Regions from separate parts of the Triticum aestivum genome. Here region 1 is linked to region 2. A link is a contact called in public Hi-C data. All regions are on one chromosome and are shown on one strand. The core of a region is the stretch at or near the end of the contact, and the rest is flanking DNA. Distances in the headings are between cores, read along the strand shown.

What was found. A called contact is a pair of places that touch in the nucleus more often than the background predicts.
Region 1: a contact with region 2 is called in a Hi-C map of leaf, with 5 times the contacts expected there. The contact joins the promoter of LOC123052349 here to the enhancer-like site in region 2. A contact is called at or near these places in 3 of 5 Hi-C or Micro-C datasets (leaf and an unstated tissue) and 1 of 1 datasets of contacts at active chromatin or transcription factors (leaf).

Annotation. Positions count from the first base shown.
Region 1 is chr2D:160,260,021-160,264,429 of IWGSC CS RefSeq v2.1, reverse strand. LOC123052349 (protein TIME FOR COFFEE) reads right to left here and starts at 2,487. Exons shown (of 12, transcript XM_044475489.1): 1 at 1,676-2,487; 2 at 1,433-1,584; 3 at 1,016-1,340; 4 at 521-923; 5 at 351-402; 6 at 136-159; 7 at 1-14. The coding sequence starts at 2,180.
Region 2 is chr2D:159,778,768-159,783,054 of IWGSC CS RefSeq v2.1, reverse strand. No RefSeq gene overlaps it. Among protein-coding and RNA genes, the nearest start is that of LOC123052348, 3.9 kb to the right of the region's middle. Within about 2 kb of position 2,909, at least 1 of the 8 cell types and tissues checked has an H3K27ac peak or open chromatin away from gene starts, as enhancers often do.

The DNA.
Region 1 (4,409 bases), core at 1,238-3,737, 480 kb before region 2:
TTTCCTCTCACATCCTGAAGTCGGAGCAAAAGATGAACAAGAAATGGACCGATCAGAATCAAACATCCAATGCTCCAGCCGCTAAGGAGGTCAATCAACAGAATTGGTGAAACTGAAGCAGACAGAGGCACCCACCACGTCCATCTCAGAATCCAATCCCTTCTTATCCGCATCAGGGTCGGAACAAGCACAAGGGGAGAGAAAAGGGTGAGATAAAAAAAGGGCTGAAAAGAAAACAAAAAAGCCAATCAACAGTTGCGGCAAAAAATTGTCGTTTTCAATCTTTGCCCAGCAAATTCCGCAAGACCAATTCAGCCACACACACACACACATGAAAAGCAGATACCCACCATGAGATCAATGCAAAACTTTTCTTGCCGAGCGCCATCAGATGCCAGCTCACTGATAAAAAAATAAAACAATTCACACGAAATTGTGAATATACTAATCAGATCGGCACAATCCAAAGGCAATAATGGTTATCACAACACCAATAATATAAAAAATCCAAATGGCCCACCTCTTTGTCGCGGTGGTGGCCTCCCCATTCCTGGCCTCAGAGCCGACCGGCGCAGCAGCCTCGCCGTCGGGCTTGACTGCTGCTGCCGGCGGCTCGGCCCGGCTGCTCTCGGGCCCGGGATCCCGTCGATCTGATTCGCTGGCCCGGAGCTCTGGATCTCTTCCTCTGTGGTCCTCCCTCTTCTCTGGCTCCCGGGTTGACTCCTGCTGCGCACCAGCGGTGGCGGCGGCGGTGCTGCTGGCGCCACTTTCGGCCACAGCCAACACCGACGGCTTCGCATCTGATCTCGCCACCGGAGGAACTTCCGGCCTTGAGGGCGGCTCTGCCGTGTCCGGTTTTGCTGGGCTCGCCGGGAGGTTCTCGTTGTCGTACTTGACGAGCCGTGGCCGCTTCCTCTTTGGGGCTGGCAAAAGCAGCGAGAGAGTTTATTAGACCCACAAAACCAAAATTAGCAACAAAAAATCATTCCAAGATAAAAATTTACGAGCTGCCCACCTGTAGTGGTGAGAGAGGCTGAATCTGCCGGCCGGACGCCAGATGACGACGGAGCCGGCGAAGAGTTCCCGGACTTGGCCTCCGGCGCGTCCTTTGGCTCCGGCTTGTGGTTCGTGTTCTCCTGCTTGGGAGGGCAGGGGAACTGCCGTGTCAGGCCAAATAGCACCTCGGCGACCTCGATCTCCTCCTGAATGAACGATGGCGACTTGGAAATCTTTGCTGGTGGCGGCTGAGGCGGGGCTGCCGGAGGAGCTGATGCCGGCGACGGCCGCTGCTTCGGTACAGGCCCAGAACCGCCGCTGCTCCCACCGCCGCCAAGTGTTTTCTGCGAGACACCGGAGAGAGAGAGGGAAATCAGTAAGGGCAGGAGTTGGGAATCATGAGGGGAGATGGATTCTGTCGGCCTGAAAAACGCACCAGCTTTTTCCGAACAGGGGCGGTGGCCGATGTGGATGCCGGCGAGATCGGCCGTGAAGAAGGCCGCTGGATCTGCGAGCCGTCTACAGCGACGGCGCCGCCGCTTCCACCGCCGGGGCCTGTCCACTCGTGCGAAGACCTCTTGGTAGAAGCTGCGGAAAACAGGAGGAACGCCGGTGAGATTAGGGAAACAGAAGCGGCAAGAAGAGCGAAAATTTGCTTGTTTTGCGGTGCATAGCATACCTGAGCGCGCCTTCCTCGGGACTGGAACGCCGATCATTTCGTCGGCGGCCTTCCACACTATGGGGCCCTTGGGATTGGAGCCCCCCCTCCGGTGCATCTGCTGCTGCCCGTGGTGGTGGTGGTTGTTGTAACCGCCGCCGCCGCCGCCGCCGCTGCTGCTACTGCTGTGGTGGTGCGCGGCGCCAGGCTGTGGCGGGGACGGCGGGGGCGCCGTGCTGGGCGAGCGGCGCTGCACCGGCGGGAACCTGGGCGCGGAGGCGGCGAGCTCCTCGTCGGCGTCGTCGTCGTCGTCGCCGAGGCTGTCGTCGGAGGTGTCGTCGCCGTCGTCGCGCCCGTTGCCGTTGAGCATGAGCCGCTCCCCCCGCCTCCTCTCGGACCGAGGCGAGCCCCTCGGCCCCGCGCCGCCGGAGACGCCGCCGCCGTTGCTCCTCAGCCGCCGCCGCGGCGGTGGCGCCCCGCCGGACATGGCCAGTGCGGCCCTCCTGCCTTCCCGGATCCGCTCCATGTCAGATCTGAGGCATGCGCCTCCGATCTCCCCTCCTAGTCGCCGCCGCGTCGCCGGCGTCCGGCAGACACCGCCGCCGCCGCGCAGATCCACGCACCAACCGCCTCAACAAGGCAGATGGAGGGAGAGAGCGAGAGAGCCCGCCCTCCTTCTCCTTCCCCTCGTGCTCACGAGTATCTCCTCCCTCTCCCTCTCTCGATGCTACTCCTCTCCTAGAGGGAAGAGTGCTCTCCTCTCGTCTCCCTCGGCTGGAAGGAAATGGCTGCTGCTTCTCTGGTCTGGTGTGGCCTCCTCCCCTCCCCTTGTGGCTCGCTTTCTAGGCCTCATCCTCTTTTTGTCGCTGCCCATGCCCGCATCCGACGGCCAGGATCCGCCCGACGCATCCGACGGCCCCGCCCCCGCCGCTGCCACCGTGGCCGCCCCCACCGCCTAGCACCCAACGGAACACGCGATAAAATCTCGTGGACGCTTCCTTACGCAACAAGCATGGCCCGATGACCGACACGTGGCGGGGCAGCCGAGCCCCGAACCGTCCACGGGCAATAGCAGGTGGGTGGGTGGGTGATGGCGCCCATTTGTTCCCTTCCCCAACCAATTTTTTTATCCTTTAGTAAAAACTTAACACTCCACGCAAAATAAATAAAGCAAGGAATAAAGAAATGGGGGTACGCCATCGGCTTTAGCCCGGGGACCACCACACGCGGGTCCGCGTGGATGGGCCTGATCTGGACAGTGCGGAGGGTTTCACCCGGCTGACGTGGCGCCTGCGCGCACCGGTCGCTGCGGGTGGGTTAAAAGGGCACGAGGGAAAGTCTCCAGGCAGGCAGTGGAGGGCGGGCGGGGCCCACGCATCTCTCCGTCTCATCCGCTTTTCTTTTCTTTTCTTTTTCTCTTTCGCGTAACGTTCTGCTCGTGGGCTCCGACGTGGCGGGGCGGGTGACGTCGGCGGGGCCCGCCGGCCACCAACCTTCACCGCACTACTGGCCTACTTCTACTTCAATGAATTAAGATATTCCTTAAAAACACCCGGTAGTTTATAATATCATTAACCACGGAGGAGATCCGGAAGATGTCATTGTATACGCGGATTGCCGCGGTCACTTAACTGGATCATTATTAAAGGCCAGTAAATTTAAATTTAGAATTTCGCTGCGGTGCGGTGCTGTGCGGGGCGTCGTATTTTGGATCCGGACGCCACCGGGTGCATGGTGGCCTACCGCTGCTTGCTTTAGAGCAAGTGAACGGTGCTATCCTTAGCCCACAGGATTTAAATTCTGCTGCTCGCATTTATTTTGAATTTATTTCAGGATTTCTGACGATGCATGTTTAGTGGGATGCGTTTTAGTTGACTACGAGGCGCCTACGATGACTTCGTAGAGTCTCTAAGATGATATGCCGACTTGATGTTTAACGATGTGCTAATAAAGGTAGGGTGTGCATGTGTTCGCTCATATGGGTTGGTATATGTGCGTACATATGAGCGTTTGCGTCTGTATTGTATTGTGTTAAGAAATATCTACAACCATGCACCCCAAACCAGCCTCAAATGCCCGGGCGGACGGCCCGGTCATGAAAATTCGACCCGCACGGGCGCCACAAACGGGCCTGAAACGCCCGGGCTGACCGGCACCCCTCATATTCAGCCCAAATCTGGGGTGGATACGAGGGCGCTTGAATGCGTCCGCCACATCGGACTGACGACGAGGTCCCACGCGAAATCGCCCGGAAACCCGGTGATCCGATAGACATCTCCTCCGGTGGGGTGTGAACGATGTGTGGTTCCGCTCTAGCTCACCGCCGGAGGCCAAATGCGGCTATTTAAGCCGGTCGGCGTCCCCCAACCCTATCCCATCGACCTCCTCCCTCTCTGTGCCGCCAACCCGAGCCCATCCACCTCCTCTCTCCCGCTCCGTCGCTCTTCGCACGCTCTCCGGCTTCTCCATGGTCCGGCAAAAGATAACCACCTACGCTATGTTCACGCCAGAGCGCCAGTACCAGATCGAGCAAGAGATCCGGGGGAGGCGCATCGCGCGCGCTGCCTGCATCGCTGTCGGGCTGCCTCCAGACTTGCCGGAGCTAGAGGAGGAGGAGCAGACGAAGGAGAAGGAGGGAAAGGAGCAGCAGCCGGCTCCGATGAAGGTGGAGAAGAAGGAGGTGAAAAAGGCGGAGCAGCCAAAGCAGGGGCGGCTTCGGGCTTCAACATGGAGGAAGCGGAGGCAGAGTTCGCCG
Region 2 (4,287 bases), core at 1,660-4,159:
CCCGACTGTTTACTACAAGATTTGTCCGGCTTCGGTGAGGGAGGAGCGATGATGGCGACGCGCCTTCGACTTGCTCCAGTGTTTGTAGTCGTCGCTAGGTGGTTCATAGAACTGATTGTAATTTTCATTACCTCTACTGTTCTTTGTACCGCCATGATTGATGCACTTGAGGGAAGACATACCATGGTAGAGCTAGTTGGGTGCCGTATAGACTTTTTTAGGGAAATGTTATATGGCGCACGTCAGATATAAGGGAGTTGTGAGCGAAAGCCATGTGCACCGTTAGACATTTTCTACTACGAATCTTGATGCACAGTAAGGTGCCACGTCATTTTTCTGAAGGCGTTCGTTGTATGCTCGAACCCATCGAACAGAGAGCACCGCTCTCTTTTAAACAAACTCCAACGCACTGACCCAAACGGACGTGGTTTTTTTTTGCTTTTTGTTTATTTGGATCGGTGTGTCCGCCTTCTTTCGTGCTTGGGTTAGCAGTGGACCTAACATATGAACGCATTTTTGTCTGCAAGGCCGGAATGCGGTCCGTGTTTCTCTCTTTTTGCATACACATAAGATAAATTGCCCCAAGTTCACACAATTCAATCAAATTTAAACTTATAGTTTCCCAACCAAATAATATCTCATAGTTTACAAGCCAAATAAAATTTAAATTTTCACAAATATATTAAAAAGAAAAAATAGCCGATACATCTATTGGTTGCCAACGTAAGCCCACATATGCTCAACCAAATCATCTTGCAGTTGAATGTGAGTTTTTCAATGATACATTTGATGATGAAATCCAGTGAATTGTGCAAACGTTGCCGCTCCTCCATGCTTAGGCACAACACTTTCACCCTGACATTGAAACCTATTGTCGTAGATTTCATCCAGACGTTCATCCTCTACGACCATGTTGAGCATGATTACACAAGCAATCATCATCTCCCACAACTTCTTGGTGCTCCAAGTTCCAACGGGATATCGAATGATGCCCCATCGAGATTGAAGAACACCAAAGGCACGCTCCACATCCTTCCTAGCACTCTCTTGTGCTTAGGCAAATCTCTTCCTCTTCTCTCCTACAGGGTTGGGGATTGTCTTCGCAAGAGTAGTCCACTGACGATAGATAACGTCAGCTAGGTAGTATCATTTGTTGTCGTGGTGGCCATTGATCTATGGGCAGTTGCCTTCAGCAAGCCTTGCGAACACCAGAGAGCGATGAAGCATGTTGGTGTCATTGTGAGAGTCGGCCATGCCGAAGAAATAGTGCCAAATCCAGAGATCTTGTGAAGCCACGGCCTCAAGTATGACAGTGCAAGCTTTCACATGGCCACTATATTTCCCCTGCCAAGCAGAAGGACAGTTCTTCCATTCCAGGTGCATACAATCTACGCTACCAAGCATCTCCGGAAAGCCCTTACTGGCATTGGTCACCGACAACCGGGTTGTCTCTACAACAGTCGGCTCTCTCAAGTACTCTGGGGCAAACACTGCTACCATAGCCTTGCAGAACTTGTGCATGGAGTCTAGGCATGTGGACTTGCTCATTCGAATATATTCATCAATGAGATCACCGGGTACTTGCAAGCATCCGAATAGCTGCAGTGCATTTATGATAAGAGGAGAAGCCAATCTTTCCCAGGGCATCCTCCTTGCTCTCGAAATAGTTATCATACGCCACCACCCCCTCCCGGATATGGTTGAACACATGTCTAGCCATCCGAAAGCGGCGCCGAAATAGGTGGTGTTTGAAGAGCCTATTAGGGGACTCGAAATAGTCCTGCCGGAGTAGGCAATGGCCGCTCTCTCTGTTGCGATTCAACGCCAGAGTATGCCCCGTGATCTAGCCCCTATACATCAGCCACTGCCTACTAATGTGGTCATGGATGACCAAAGCAGCAACCACAATCTCCTCATCATCGGACGACGAATCATCCGAATCGCAAATGAAATTATTGAAAGTACTCGTCACCGGCGTCCATTTGTACCTTGCGGGCGAACCGTCGAACACCTTGCGGGTGTGGTGGAAGAAGCCGGTTGGTGAAGAGCCTCGCGCCTCTATGAGACCAGGTAGCAGGATTATCTGCATGGAGGCGAACGTGGCGGCGTCTAGCGAACGAGGTACACGCGTAAGGCGGTGCGGCAGTCGGTGGAGGCGAGGGGGTGCCGTCGACGTTGGAGTACTGCGACGGCGGCAAAAACGGTCTACCGACGCCGTAGTATGGGGTCGTCGAAGGGTGGCGTGTTGCTAGTGGAGGTATCTGGGTGCGGGCGGCTGGCCTGGGCACCAGAACTGGGTGCCGGCGACGAGGGGGCGGGTTGGTTAGCTGGTGGTCAAGGGGAGAAAGGGAGAAATGGCCACTGTGTCACCGACTCGTGGGCCGGGGGAGGCTAAGGGTGGACGTCGCACACGTCCACTGTTTGTCCGCGCCGACACAAACGTGACCCAAATTTGGGCATGAAATAGGTCGCGCACAGACAAAATACAGACGCTGGTGCGCGTTGTGCCATCATTTGTGTCCGGTTCGATCCAAAGGGACACTCGCGAACAATTTGGGTATTCGATCCAAACGGACACTCGCGGACAATTTGGGTATCTCCCCCACTGCTCTCCGTCTCTACCCCAATGCTATCATTCCCCATCAAATCCACTCACCGCGGGCCGAGCTGGCGATCCCGGTGGTGCGGCGGTCGCCGAGGAATCCAACCCCGCCCCCTCCTTCCCCGGAGAGGCGGAGCAGCCGCCGTCCCCGGAGGAGGCACTGCCGCAACGGTGGCTCGCGTATGCGACAAGCCGTTAGGCCAGTCCGGCATGGTTGGCGCGACGCAGCGGTGCCACACGACGAGCAAGCCACCACCTCGGCGACCTCTCCTAGCGGGCCGCCGACCAGGATTCGTGACAAAGAGGGCATCGATGGACAGGGCGATTACGGAGGGGGGGGCGGGGGCCTCCTGATCGCCATCAGGGCCGCGCGCCTCTTGGGGGGCTCCGGTCAGTCGGCGCGGTGGAGGAGCACCGGCGACTCGCGTCGGTTGCGCCAAGAAGAGCACCGGGGTGGCCCGCCGCGTCTGCACATGAGGAGCACAGTGGTTGCCGCTCCTTCAGCCGCGCGTGGTGGAGAACTAGCGGCCCGCGTCGGACGTGCAAGGTGGAGCACCGGCGTGTCTTCATCGCCGTCGTTGTTGTCCACTCTGTCGCAGCGCGTTGGGTGGTGCCGGTGCGCGTCGTGAGGATCCAATCCCTGTGTTTGTTTTAGTACTTCGTTTTGGGGGAGATTATTTCTTTCTTAGGGACTGTTTGGTTTTAGGCCTAGGAGTGCCACACTTTGCCATACAATATTGTCAAACTTGCCTAAGGTTAGTTCTTCAAAATGAGAGCCACGAGTTGGCAAGCCTAAGGGAATTTTACCACACTTTTTGTGTGTATGTAACGTGGGATCATAATGTGGCTTGCCTAAAATGTGGCTTGAACCAAACACACACCTAAGTTGGTCAAACTTGCCTAACCTTAGATGTGGCAAGCTTTGGCAAACTTAGTCTTAAACTAAACAACCCCTTAATTCCACATCTATGTGGATGTTTAGCCCATCCGATGAAATACCATGGTTACTTTTCAGGTTCATTTTGCCATGAACTTTGTATCAGTTTTGTCCGAATTTGCCCTATGAACATAGCACATGATTTTCTGAAACTGCCATGTGCTTGAGCATCGTGTGACAAGGTATGGGCGTGTGGCCACTATAATGACTAACCTACGGGGTGTCACTTTCAGGTTCCTTTTGCCATGTCTTATATGAGTCTTTTTTTTTTTCTAATTTTGCCATATGAAGCTAGCACATATTTTCTGAATTTGCCACGTTTTGAGGCATCGTCCTAAATTAGGATGACGCCATGATGTGTTCTACGAGCATCATGGCAAAGTAGTTAATTTGCATTATGGCATTTTCACGTACATTTTTTCCCATGTCTGAACATTTTTGTACAATTATATTATGACATTTTTTGTTATATGATGCATGACATTTTTATTGAACATGACATGACAAAAAAATGCCATGTTAAGTTCAATAAAAATGCCATGGAACATACAACACTTTATGCCATGGCATAATAAAAATGCCATGTGGAAAACAATAAAAATTCCATAGTTGCCATGCTATACTATTAATAGTTGTAGTACTAAAATAGACGGGAGCGACCTTTTGGTGGACGGGGGCATTGACTCCTGTTTTTTCAAATTATTCAAAAGTCATATTTCCAAGTTTTAAAATTATGAAAACTTATACA